2 separate regions of the Mus musculus genome follow, and region 1 is linked to region 2. Evidence: chromatin contacts called from public Micro-C data. All regions are on one chromosome and are shown on one strand. The core of a region is the stretch at or near the end of the contact, and the rest is flanking DNA. Distances in the headings are between cores, read along the strand shown.

Region 1 (6,803 bases), core at 2,529-5,028, 770 kb after region 2:
CTAAAGTGTTTTCAACTTAGTTTTCTTAATGGCATTCAACGTTAAAAGAACACAACTTAAGTATATAATCAAAGTGAAGATATGCATTCAATGTTTTATCATTTAAATTTTTATTTGTGGTCTGTTTAATTGATAGGCATTTGAATAGGATCTTGAAGGGAAGATATAAGTATAATATAAAATGTATAATGTGTTTGAGCACCCTGCTTGTTATTGTGTTAATTTTTGGACGGTGGTGGTGGTGGTGGTGCTATTACCAGGCCTAAAAAAGGCCTGAAGCAGCAACCATGAGGCTGCATAGGTCTCTCTGCATCCTTGCTGTGGTTGTTTATATTGAGTCAGCCTCCTATCAGTGGGAGTGAAGCTGTCTCTGACTCTTCTGCCTGGTCCTAGGACCCTTTACCTCTTACTGGGTTGCCTCATCAGCTTTGATATGAGGGTTTGTGCCTATTGTTATTGCATCTTGTTGTTGTGGAGTGTTCAGTTGTTAGCTCTAGGAGGCCTGCTCTTTTCTGAAGAGAAATGGAAGAGCAGTGAGTGGATCTGGGGGGTGGGGGGAGTGGGGAAGGGATGGGAGGAGGGGGAAGGGTAAACTGTGGTCAAGATGTGTTGTATCCAAGAATAAAGAAAAGGTATGAGTAGAATTGAATAGAACAAAATAGAACAATATGTCTTAGTGTAATTTGGAAAATTATGAGGTTTGGGGGAAAGCTGCTATATCAAGATATCAAGGAGAATGATGTAAAAGCTGATTATAATGCCTCCCATCTTGTGGGCAAAGATTTAGTCAATAGAAGTTTACTTTTCACTTTAGATAGGTAGACAAACACAAATTTAAAATATATATGTATGTATGTATGTATATATAGATATATATACACATACATACATACATACATACATACATACATACATATACACACAATTTCTTTGTTGGGTTTTAAATAAAAGTATATGGTTTCATTTCAGACTTATAGACATGCTTTCTTGCTCTTTAAGCTCTTAGTTTAAGTTTTCAATACTCTTTAGTAGAAACATATCAATAAATTTGTGATTTGAGTATTCTGTCTCAAATAATGAAGGGTAATCACACACCCATAATTCCTTTGTTTAGCCTTGGGAGAAATTGGATCTAAAATTGGTATATCCCACTTTTTAAGGAATTTTTTCCATTTTAGCGTTTATTTGGATGATTAACATGAGTGTGTGTGTGTGTGTGTGTGTGTGTGTGTGTGTGTGTGTGTATGTGTGTGTGTGTGTGTGTTTCCTGGGGCCAGGGATTTTATACATAGAATGCAATTTTATATTTACCTCATTCTTTGTGTGGAGAAAAAACTATCACTGTTTACTTTGTCCTTTCCTTTCTTGGGAAAAGAAAGTGTTATTTATCGTCAACAGGTAGGGATTGGAGTTATTTTAAATGGAGCCACTATGTTCCTGACCCTAAGACTTGGAGCAGCTAATGTAGGTTTGCCTTCGAGTGCACATGTGCATTTGAAATGCAGACTATAGAGCACGTTCCCCTCACCCTGAAATGTTTTCATATTTCCCCAACTTACATGTAAATCCTAGATTCTCAGGCTTTTCTATAGCATCAAACACAGCAGATACCACAGAATCAAATATTACACCCTAAATGTTTTCATGTCCTGTGCTTCTGACTAAAGAAACCATCACTGTCAGTCTCCTGAGCATAGGTAGGTGTACAGAGCGAGTAGTAGACTGCATGAATGCCTAGAAATCCTCCCTTGATTTACTGCTTTAACATGAGCCGGCCCGTGGGATATAAAGTAGGACATTGCCCTCACTTTTCCTAAAGGTGTTCTCCATTTGCATTTATCATGATGTAGAATCTGAGTGTTTGATTGAATTAAACAGTTTACACAAGCAGTCCACTCTCACGATGGCAAGAGGAAGGGCTGATTGGATGTGACATTATTTTACAGCAGCAATAATTAGCATGCCTCGACATAGGCATAAATCTCCATGACTTATGCAGGAGCCTTGTAAAGGCAAACAGAAAGCATGTGCAAGAGGCATGCCACATGCAATGGACTATCTCTTCACTGTTGCTACATCATGTGTAGGAGCCAGAGTTTCCAAAGCATTTCTGGATGCATCATTATCATCCCATATAAGGTGACAGTTATAATCCAGATATCAACAGTACCAAATATATACCTAAGAATGGGCTATACATGGAAGACACTTGATACCGGACTCTGAATAAGAGATAGTCAGTACTCCACAAAGACAGAAGTGACAGACTTACAACATCAGACCCACACACTCTTACTTTGATGGCATTGTCCATGAGCAATCCTGTGCTTCCACATCCTTGTCTACACTCCATCTGCCTGGCATTGGGACAGTGCCTCCTTAACCCTGTGCTTTGAAGACAGTACAGTCAAGTCCTATTCTATTCTCAGAAGACTTGTAACCAAACAGTCCATAGTTAACCTTAACCTTGGGTAGAAAATGGATGGAGCTCTACTGTTATAAAGTGTGTCCTTGTGGGCTAAGCAGGCCTCTAGAGTAAATGCAGAGATTGCTGTGGTGCTGGTTGGAGTCCATACTCTGAAGAATTTATCTGGCGTCTACCTGTACTTACTGCTGAAGTGACTGAATTAGCAACTAAAGGGTCGCAATAGTACTGCCCCACGTAAATCCTAAAAGTAGCCTAAGTAGGCAACTTAAAACTCACTTATAATCAAGGTGTCAGATGTTCTTGCTTAGCTCTTTAAACATAGATTTTTAATGAGTTTTTCTATGGTTTTTGTAATCTACACATTTCTGTTCATAAGTTTTAAGAACTATTAGTTTAATTTATCTTCCAAAAAGTCTTTCCTGACAAACCAGTATATGAGTTTTATCACTGACATGACTTATCTATTATTCAACAAAATAAAGGAAAGGAATTGGTAAATAGTCGCAGATAAGTTGGGAGCTTTATGTTAAACAGCCTATTTTTATGACAATTTAAAGATTCATATCTGTCTGTCTTATATGATGTATAAAGAGAAAAGTTTCAAAACTATATTTAAAATTTCACAAACTATTAATTCTTTTAAGGAGTTTTAATGAGTTTTTATAGGAAGTTAATAACATTTTCATTTAAGAGAGACAAGTATGTTATCAGTAGGGATAACATCCATGTTCGATGGCTGTATTGCCTCTGACATTTTTCAAATATCAAATCTCTATTTTATAAAGGAAAGGGAAAAATTGATATAGCCTGATATTTTGTATTAGTCAGGATGATTTGAGATTCTTTTCCATTCTTAGGACTTACTCATTCAGTAATGTAGTCTAACTGGATTCCACTGGTACTTAGGTTACAGTAACTAAATATGGTTATTTACATTTTAGCCAGTTAGTCCAGCCAGAGCATTTTAGTGCTTGTGTGCTAACTTTGGATTGTGTTTAAGGTATTTGACTTTACAGCATGTTTAGTTTCTTTTCATTTCTTATTAGTATTTTTCAGTACCTAATAGTCTCCTGCCCCCACCTCCGACAAGAACTTTCCTCTCTGTTCAAACATCACAAACGTGTTCCTTTTGGCATGTGCTTTCTAGCTCCCCAAGCAGTCTAAGCAAATTGGAAAGTTCAGCTGTCATTCTTGGAAGGTCATAGATCACACTAGCAGCCCAAGTAATCCAAGAGGTTTTAAGTATCATAGCATTTAGTTTAAAGTGAAATTTGCTCTGACAGGGCTGGCAGACCAATAGGAAAAAGAAATATTTGTGCTTGGAAAAGTGCGTGTGTAGAGACCAAGAACATAGCTGATGGCTGGAAGTGATTTCAGTCTAAAAAAACAAATCATTAAGAGAGTGCAGAGGGGTAAAACACACAGTTCATATTTTAAAGACTCTCAAAATGAACCAGCAACTAAGGTTAGCATTACACAGTAATTAGTTTGGGTGTTCACATTTAACTCACTCAGTACCAGACAGCGTGGTTAATCTGTCACTGAGAAAACATTGCTACTGAGCCCATGCTCTCTACTTAAAACCTCTAACAGTAATTTTTGTGCCTTAAGAAGAACAAAGACATAATGACAGATTATATAAATGCCAAACCAGTACCAGACAAGCAGTTATTTACCAGAGGTGCTAATGACTCAGTTTATTGATGGAGAAGTTACTTAAGCCACTCAGTAAGTGCTGGGATTCGAGTCATCATTTGACAGTATAGAACCCACCAGTAGTTTCAAGAAGTTCTCATGCACGATTAGGACATGTAGTCAAAGATAGCTAGATGTTGTGCCCTAACTAAAAGACTTCTCTAGAAGTCAGAGACCATTCCAGGTGTAGGTGACTGCTCACTTCAGCTTGATAATCCTATGTGACAAGATGTAGTAGGTGCTATGAACAAGGAAAAGTCATGAACTCGTTAATAACTGCAGTTCTCTCGTTTTAAGCTGGCTTTGGAAAGCCAGTCTTCGATCAGAACAATACAAAGTGTGTAAGTATTTTCCTTGAATGTCCAGAACAGATAAATAAGAATAGAAAGAATTTCTAGTAAGATGAGGCTAATAAGGAAGGGCTCTTGGTGTGCAGATTTGGGAAAAAAAAAAAAGACAGAAATTCAGAAACCACTTCCATGTATGGAAATGCTTGTGATTTCCTTCATGATTGACAGTCCACTCTTACCCAGACAAGTGTTAGCCATTACTCTGGCCTAGTGAAAAAAAGCATCTAATTCTCTCTCAATTGCTGATAAGAAGACAGGTCGATAAGTCCCTTTGTTTGCGCCTTCCTGCACTGTGTGCGTGCCGCCGGGCTCCCGGGTGTGGGCACGTCACTGTTTGGTTAGAGGTGTTCTTATCTTCCTTGTGAATCTGCTCAAGACACCGCGGAACGTGGATGAAGACAAGTATTAATTGAGATTAGAGAAGAGCCAGTGAAGTGGGATTTCATTACCGACTGGAATAAATGAAAGACATTCTTTACACACCCCCTCCATTGGTGTGAAGTAGTTTTTATCTGAAGCATCAGCTAGGCACTACTGAATGAATCTGCCCCACAGTGTTTTCCCCTTACAGCTGGGAGGTGCCATTAACAAAAACGTCTAATGAATGCCAGATTAATGACTTAAATACAGCCTCCCAATACTTATATAATTTTCCCTTTATTTTTGAAAAAGTGAGATTTCATTTTAAAATATTATTTATGGGGCTGGAAAGCTGGCTAAGTGACTAAGAGCAATTTCTCCTCCTCCAAAGGACTTGGGTCAGTTTCCAGCACCCATGTCAAGCGGGTCACAACTGGGTCTAACTCCAGCTCTGGAGAAAGCAACGCTTTCTTCTGGTCTCAGAAGGCACCTGCATACACATGGCATACACAGATATATACAAAGGAAACAAAGAAACCTCCCAAGTATTATTTATGCTTTATTAATAATAAAAGGCAAAATATAATTACGTATATACAATACACAAAAGTAACTGTAAATTACAGCTAACTTGTGTGTGTGTGTATGTGTGTGTGTGTGTGCACATGCCAGGCTCATTAAGAGACTGCATAATTATACTCTTGAAGTTTATTTTCTCAACGATATAATGATTCAATTTCAAAACAAAAATGCCTTAAAAATATATAAAAATATATGTATATTACCATTAAACTTATAAAAAATATGTTTTTGATGTTGGTTCCATTATGATTTTCAAACTATGCTGTAAAAATAGTACTAAATATGCCAGTTAAATTTTCAGTTGCAAGCAAGCTAGGCATAGTGGCTCACACTTTTAATTACAGCAGTTGGGAGGCTCAGAGGTAGTCGAATCTCTGTGAGTTTGAGGCCAGCCTGATCTACATAGTGAGTTCCAGGTAAGCCAGAACTGCGTAGTGATACACTAGCAGGGAAAGAAAAAAAAAGTCAGTGCCGAGGACAGTCGACTTAAGCCCCACAGTCACAGAGTGTATATCGGCTTAAGCCCCACAGTCACGGAGTGTACCGCAGGTGATGCCTATTTTGTGTGAATTAGATTATTTCACACTTACAAAATTGAAAACGTTAGTGTTAAATACAGTTTACATTCAATTAGTTTTTGTTTTTGTTTTTCAATTTTTTATTAGATAGTTTCTTCATTTACATTTCAAAGGCTATCCCGAAAGTCCCCTGTACCCTCCCCCTGCTCTGCTCTCCTACCCACCCACTCCTGCTTCTTGGCCCTGGAATTCCCCTGTACTAGGGCATATAAAGTTTGCAAGACCTAGGGGCCTCTCTTCCCAGTGATGGCCGACTAGGCCATCTTCTGCTACATATGCAGCTAGAGACACGAGCTCCAGGAGGTACAAATTAGTTCATATTGTTATTCCACCTATAGAGTTGCAGACCCCTTCAGCTCCTTGGGTACTTTCTCTAGCTCCTCCATTGGGGGCCCTGTGCTCCATCCAATAGCTGACTGTGAGCATCCACTTCTGTGTTTGCTAGGCCCCGGCATAGCCTCACAAGAGACAGCTATATCATGGTCCTTTCAGCAAAATCTTGCTGGCATATGCAATAGTGTCTGGGTTTGGTGGCTGGTTATGGGATGGATCTCCGGGTGGGGCAGTCTCTGGATGGTCCATCCTTTTGTCTCAGCTCCAAACTTTGTCTCTGTAACTCCTTCCATGGGTATTTTGTTCCCTATTCTAAGGAGGAATTAGTTTTGTTTTAAAACTTAGTAGCACATTCTGGTGCAGTGGTAAGACAAGCTCGCCATCTAGTGGCTCATCTGTAAATTACATATAGATGCCAGTTGTAAGACCTTGTTAGGTCACTTATTTGTGTGGATTTAAATTCTTACTGTTAAGGTA
Region 2 (6,522 bases), core at 1,742-4,241:
CTTGGCTTCTCTTGTGTGACTTGATGATACTCTTTCCAACTCAGACCTCCATCCTTATAATGGGAATAAAAAACATCCTGAAATCCTTTTTTGGACAACGGATGACTTATGGAAAATGCTCAGTGGTTTATGGTCATATAACACACGACAGCTATTGTTACTTAAACGGTCATAGCTCCTTTAGAGTAGAAACAAACCTCATGAATCTTTGTCATCTTCACTGTGTTTAGCACAATGCATGTCCTATATTAGATATAATAAATCTTCATTCAATAGATGAATAGCTAAAATGTCGTGTTTAATGTTCTTGCCTTTGGCTCTAATTGCCATCATATGAGCTTTTGTTTGATTTAAGAGATTTTTTTTCCTCTAAAGGACCAACTGAGTACCACCTTTGACTTCAGAGCATATCTCCAAGACACTAAAGCCACAATAGACATAAATTGGCTGTCATGGGTGCATAGCTGTTAATGACATATTTTGATGACACTTAAACATGGGACATACTTTTGGTTTGGAACTCAGACATCCCCTCATTTCCCAGCACTGTTTAGTCTGACAAGTCACATTGAGAAAGTTAGTTATGTCTTTGAACTTAATTTCCTCACTCATAAATAACCACCTGCATCATCAATGTGAAGATTAGACAAGACAGCATTATTGTCTAGTGCTCGATGTGGAGCAGGCAAGGCAGATTTTGAAACTGAGTGCATGAAGCCAGAGCTCAAACTGCTGATATCACATTTCAAAAAGGATTTTAAGCTCATTGAAGAAAGGAGGCATATCTTATTCAGAACTACTTTGCATATAACATGGTACCTAGCATAAGGCAGGTCAAAGTGGGACTGTGTAATCAATACGTGTGTCACTGAATTGCTTCCAACTGTTATTCATGTGCTGAGTGAATCAAGAACAGTTCTCCAGGAAAATGTGACTTTAGGTACTAGGAACTACAATTAATTAATAAAAATAAGGCAAGCCAAAGAAATGCCCCCACGTAGCATTTGAGCAATTGGAAGGAAAGAAAGAAAGAAGAAAGAAAGAAAGAAAGAAAGAAAGAAAGAAAGAAAGAAAGAGCGAAAGAAAGAAAGAAAGAAAAAACAAAAGAAAGAAAGAAAGAAAGAAAGAAAGAAAGAAAGGAGAGAGAGAGAAAGAAAGAAAGAAAGAAAGAAAGAAAGAAAGAAAGAGGAAGAAGGGAAGGAAGGAAGGAAGGAGGGAGGGAGGAAAGAAAGAAGAAAAGAAAAAAAAAGAAAGAATTATATCCATGTCTCTTCATTTTAATAAGGCTGTCAGCAAATTGAACCATGTGGCCTGGGTTTAAGGCAAGTTATGAAGAGCTCAAACCAAATCAAACTGGCTCCATGAGTAGGTTTGCTCTTGGACCTACATATTTTGAAGCATATGTCAGGAATGATTTACCCAGCAGTTTAATCATGTGACCAAAATCCTGGTTCTGTTTTCTGATCTGACAACAGTGTCAGCTTTATCTTGCACATCAGTTACTCTGGTGAAAAGCGGGCTCTGTGGTTTTCAGTCCTATCTAGAAAAAGAATATGTAAGAGAACATGTCATTCCATGTACTGAGCATAATTTTTGCCAACATAATGTGCCCATTCCTTCCCCAGGGTTTGTTATCAGTGAGATGCTATACATGGTTAGGACAAGACAAGGGGTCCTGGCAAGGGACAGGTACTATGTCTACATCTGGGGACCAATTCTTCACATTTCTTTCATTCTACATAGTGGTGACAGAGTATAGCGGAGAGAGCGTGACAGGACAAAGCCACATGTCCCTTGCAATGTAGATATTTTTGACCTTATGTTACGGTTGGATCAGTTAGTAGCTGATAAAAATAGTTTAATGACTAGCAAATTAGAGAAATATATATTCACAATATATCTATTTATGTATGTATCTATGTATGTATGTATGTATGTATGTATGTATTTATCTATTTATGTATGTAAGTATAATTCAGTAATCTTAATCTCTTCTATTCCATCAACCTAGATTAGCTTAGGTGAAGCTACATACTGCTATTCTGCACAGATATATGTCATTTCACATACATCAGCACATGAATCACACAATTCATGTGACCATTTTACCATCAACTTCTAAAGCTTTTGAAATCAGGAGATGTTTGTACTCATTCATCTACCCCCTCAAGCATGGCCCAGAACTTGGCATTATTATAAGCTTAGAGTTCAACTTTCAAAATATTTAGTTAATGAACAAACTGTGGAGTAGGCTTTAAGATGGAAGATTTTAGATCTTAATTTGTGAAAGAGAAACTTCCTAAGTGTATGTGAAACTGGCTTGCATTGTTCATCACATAACCAAAAAAAATGCACGCTGGATTAAAGTCTAGTTAAGATTCTTCTTCATCCTGGCATCCAGTGATTTCTCTGGGTTTACTATTGCTGATTCTGTTGTATACTTTATGATGTGGCCCAGATGTCTCTCATGTACCAGTTAAGACATGCTGGGGTCCAAGAAGGTCCTTGTTTGGTTCATGAGAATTTGAGCCTCCTTTTGCAGAAGCATGGGCTCTCCAAAGGAAGCATATTCTGTTCCTCTTGCCAACCATGATGACTAGTTCTTGCTGATTGTGATCTGGCATGAACTCGGGATTTTCTGTCTGCTTATGGCTTAGATGCCTAGACAACAAGAAACATAAAGAAGTTTCATGAGCCAATATTGTAAACATGAAGGTGAGGGAGACTTCTTATCAGCTTTAGCAATCTTCAAGGAGAATAAATAAAAGGAGAAGTCAGTATGGAGGCTGCTCAATGTTTACCTACTGTTGAACACAGGGCAGGCCCTCTGGCTAAGGAGTAATGTATACTTGGAGATAAGGTTCCTGCCTACATTAAAGTTTAGAGTTAGGTTACGGATTTGTTGAACACATATGCATTCATATACACACAGAGAGACACCACAAAGCAGTATTCCAAAAAGTAAGAGAGGAATTAGAAAACCAAATATCCAGAATACACCATATGCAGGACTCCCTTCCGCTCATCTGTCTAACCCATGATAACTTGTTCAATCTGCTCTGCTTCTGGTAATGATGCTCCATTCGTTCTATTCTTGAGTCTGTGCCCTCCCTAATTATCCCATGCAACCTCAGTGCTGACCCTCAGAGTCATGTTTTAACATCAAATTCATAGCTATAAGAGTCGTACACCTCTCTTTTTGTGGTCATTTGCATTTGTTTCTGTACATTATATAATAGGCTTTAGTTTTTTATTTTATATTTGATAGTTGTGTACTTACATAGAGCATATTATGATCATATCTTTGCCTAATTATCTTTTTCTCTCTCACATACTTTCCTCTTTACTGTTTACTCCCTTCTTCTCAGCCAATTCCCTTCCAACCCCCACATCTTGTCTTCTTTTTATTTGAAGTTATCCATCAATGCTGTGATTGGTAGTTGGGAGGACTATGCTATTCCCATAAGGTTGATTCATGGGGCTTCTCTCCAACTTCAGGCTCTTAACAATCTTTACTTTCTCCCTTTGATGTTTCCTGGACCTCGAAGGGGTTGATGTAGACTGAAGAGTCAACAGCCACTTAATATTCTGATGACTTGTGTGTCTACTAACTGTTCTCTGCTGAAGGAAGCTTCCTGGGACCAGGCAGACAGCACCACTCTTCCATGGGCATATTTCTGTTCCAATTTGTTCATTTTTTGTTTTATTTTCTCTTATTCTATTTTATTAGTATTCCTTAGATGCCTGTTGTTGTTTATTTTCTAACAAGAAAGAGTAAGGGCATGGATCAGATGGGAGTTGAGGTGAGGAGGAACTGGGAGGAGTAGGGGGAAAGGAATCCACAATCAGAATATATTGTATGAAGAAAATCTGTTTTTCATAAAACATGAATATTTAGAGGCATTTTAACCACATTCCCATTTAGTAAAATATCAATGATACACTCTCCTCTAGCGCCTGTGGTCTGTCCAGGAATAGGCTCAGGACCAGGTATATATTCTTTCCCATGGAGTATGCCTCCATTCCAGTCAGAGAGCATTTGGTTGAACCCCAAACAGTTTTGCCATTATCACAGCAGTGGGAAACTCTCTCCAGGAAGGTCACAAGCACACAGAAAGCACACCAGCACTCTGTGTTGTAGCACACATGGTCAACAGTTGAGAATGACCATTGATGGTTTCTGCCTCAGTGGCTTTCCTAGTACCTTCTGTCACTATGCAAGCTTGCAGGTGGGGAAGATGCTTCCAATTTAGTACCCGCTTGATTTCCTTTGTGTCTTGTATCTAAAGTATATGGTGTGTTCAGCAATAAGGTCTTTCCATATAGTTCCGGTGGCCAACCAAGAGCACTATCAATACTTGTATCATTCTGGGAGCCTCTGGGAAGCTTGCTGACCAACAATTCACGAAAAAGCATTCTACTCTTGGCATTGGGGTTTTCTGTTAATACTGATGACTTCTTGGAACAGAACTGCCAACCCATGCAAGGAACCTCTATTCATAAACCTTTAGAAGAAATTATGTATTTTATTTAGTTTCTATAGTAGTAGGTTTCAATATGGTTCTTCTACACATCCTCAATCTTGGTTGACCATTCCCATAACTTCTAGCTTCCCCTATCCCTTGCCACCCATCCTGTTTTAAACCTTCCTGTCTCTAATATTTTGCAAGCTGCTTTCATCTCATTCTTTCATGCATTGCTCCTTCTCTGATCACACAAGCATGAGCACCACTGGAACATGATATATATGCTTTTTTCTTTTATCTTTTCCTCTAACTGCCAAGGTTTTCCATATATTTCTAGAAGATTACTGAGGCATATATGTAAATATATAGAAAAGATCTAGAATCAGATGCAAACGCACTCATTCTGGAAGGTAAGATATTAAGACCTTTATATTTCATTCTATAGTTTTCTGTACTATTGTTTTAAACAACAAAAATATACTTAGGTAAATTTGTAAAATCTCTAAAAGGATAAAATACTATGTCCTCTTCTGAGACAGACACAAAGAGCACAGGCTCAAGTGTCTGGAACTCTGTTTGGATTCTGATACATGCTTGGCAGCCTAACCCCTTTCTCTGCATGCTCTATTCCACACACATCCCTCTCTGAGCAAAGCACCTATCAATTGCAGACTCCTACCTGCATCAGGGTGCACAGACACCTGAATAGAAAGACAAGTTTCTCTTCCTCTAGTGACAAGCAAACTTGACTATTTATTTTCAAATATATCCCCAATGTATCCAAGTATGAAAAATAGACAAAAAGCTCCAGCCTGATTTGCACTAGGGTAAATGCACAGTAATACAAAGCTGTTGTCCTCAAGAATATTTTTGTGGAGAATTCCCCTCTTACTATCTTACACATGTTCATGCTTAGACGTGTATATAATTGAATTGTGATATATTATGGGAAGAATGTACAGTAGAAAAAATTATATGACCCAACAAATGAATCAGGGCCAGAACAGTGGTTATCGGGTAAGAGTGCTTGACACTAAACATGATGACTTAAGTTTAATCTCCAGAGAACTGAGTCTCCCAAGGAATTCTCCCATCTCCAAATCCAAGCCACTGCATGCACACATCTCACAGACAGTACATAAGTAATAATTTAAAAACAAACAAACAGAGAACCATTCTCACTACTTCTGCTAGGAATCAAATTCCTTCTCTTGAACCCATAGAAAGCATCCTCGAGCAATTGTCTGGTCATGGTCCTTGAGTGCTCACTCGAGAAGCTTGATGTCAGTCCTAACAGTATATTCCTTTCTAATCTGTACTACTGCTTCTCTGTGAATAAAGCTTCCCCTTCCCAAATCTGTGGGAACACTTCTTTTTCAGGTCTTTGGATAAGAAAGCCAAGAATGTGGAAACACCTGGCTTAGATCCCAGGCAACAGTAACACTCTGCAATTACTAATGAAAGGCTTTTGTGACAGCCAAATTTCTGTTGCTATGAAAAATGTCTAAGACAAACAACTTGAAAGGAAGAAAATTTTATTTTGGGTCACAGTTTCCAAGGTTTGTTTAAAAAAAGGTCCTTTATTTTTCTTTGAGAATTTTATGCATGTATACAATGCATTTGGATCATAGCCCTTCCCCCTTACCACTGGATCGCCCTCCCTTACACTTTCTTCCAGTTTCATATAATCTTTATATCTTTTTATGACTCACTGAATCTAATTAGTGTTGGTCAAATGCACAACAATAGGTGGCCCCCAGCCTACCAACAGACCACGTTCCCCCATCCATGTTGGAATCTTGACTGGCTTGATCTTGACCAGGTCTTCTGCAGGCAACCATGGCTACTATGAGTCCATGAATTATGTCCAGAAGACACTGGTCATATTTGCCCCAGACCTCTCTGACCTCTGGCTCTTAACATTTTTGTGCCCACTCACTGAATCTTGAAGGGATTTTATATAAAAATTCACATATACTATATATTAATATATTATAACATATATTCACAAAGTGTTACTATTGGTTGGGACCTAAGTTAGATATTTTCATATATA

What was found. A called contact is a pair of places that touch in the nucleus more often than the background predicts.
Region 1: a Micro-C map of palatal mesenchyme shows a contact between it and region 2, with 3 times the contacts expected there. The contact joins two enhancer-like sites. A contact is called at or near these places in 75 of 484 Hi-C or Micro-C datasets (the AML12 cell line, the BV-2 cell line, the C2C12 cell line and 46 more) and 3 of 115 datasets of contacts at active chromatin or transcription factors (embryonic basal ganglia, embryonic stem cells and vascular smooth muscle cells).

Annotation. Positions count from the first base shown.
Region 1 is chr1:163,903,828-163,910,630 of GRCm38.p6, forward strand. All of the region lies in intron 19 of Kifap3 (kinesin-associated protein 3), which reads left to right. Among named protein-coding and RNA genes, the nearest start is that of Scyl3, 23 kb to the right of the region's middle. Within about 2 kb of position 3,779, at least 30 of the 459 cell types and tissues checked have an H3K27ac peak or open chromatin away from gene starts, as enhancers often do. A contact at or near this core is called in palatal mesenchyme, where this site is marked.
Region 2 is chr1:163,135,755-163,142,276 of GRCm38.p6, forward strand. No RefSeq gene overlaps it. Among named protein-coding and RNA genes, the nearest start is that of Gm22434, 21 kb to the left of the region's middle. Within about 2 kb of position 2,992, at least 3 of the 459 cell types and tissues checked have an H3K27ac peak or open chromatin away from gene starts, as enhancers often do. A contact at or near this core is called in palatal mesenchyme, where this site is marked.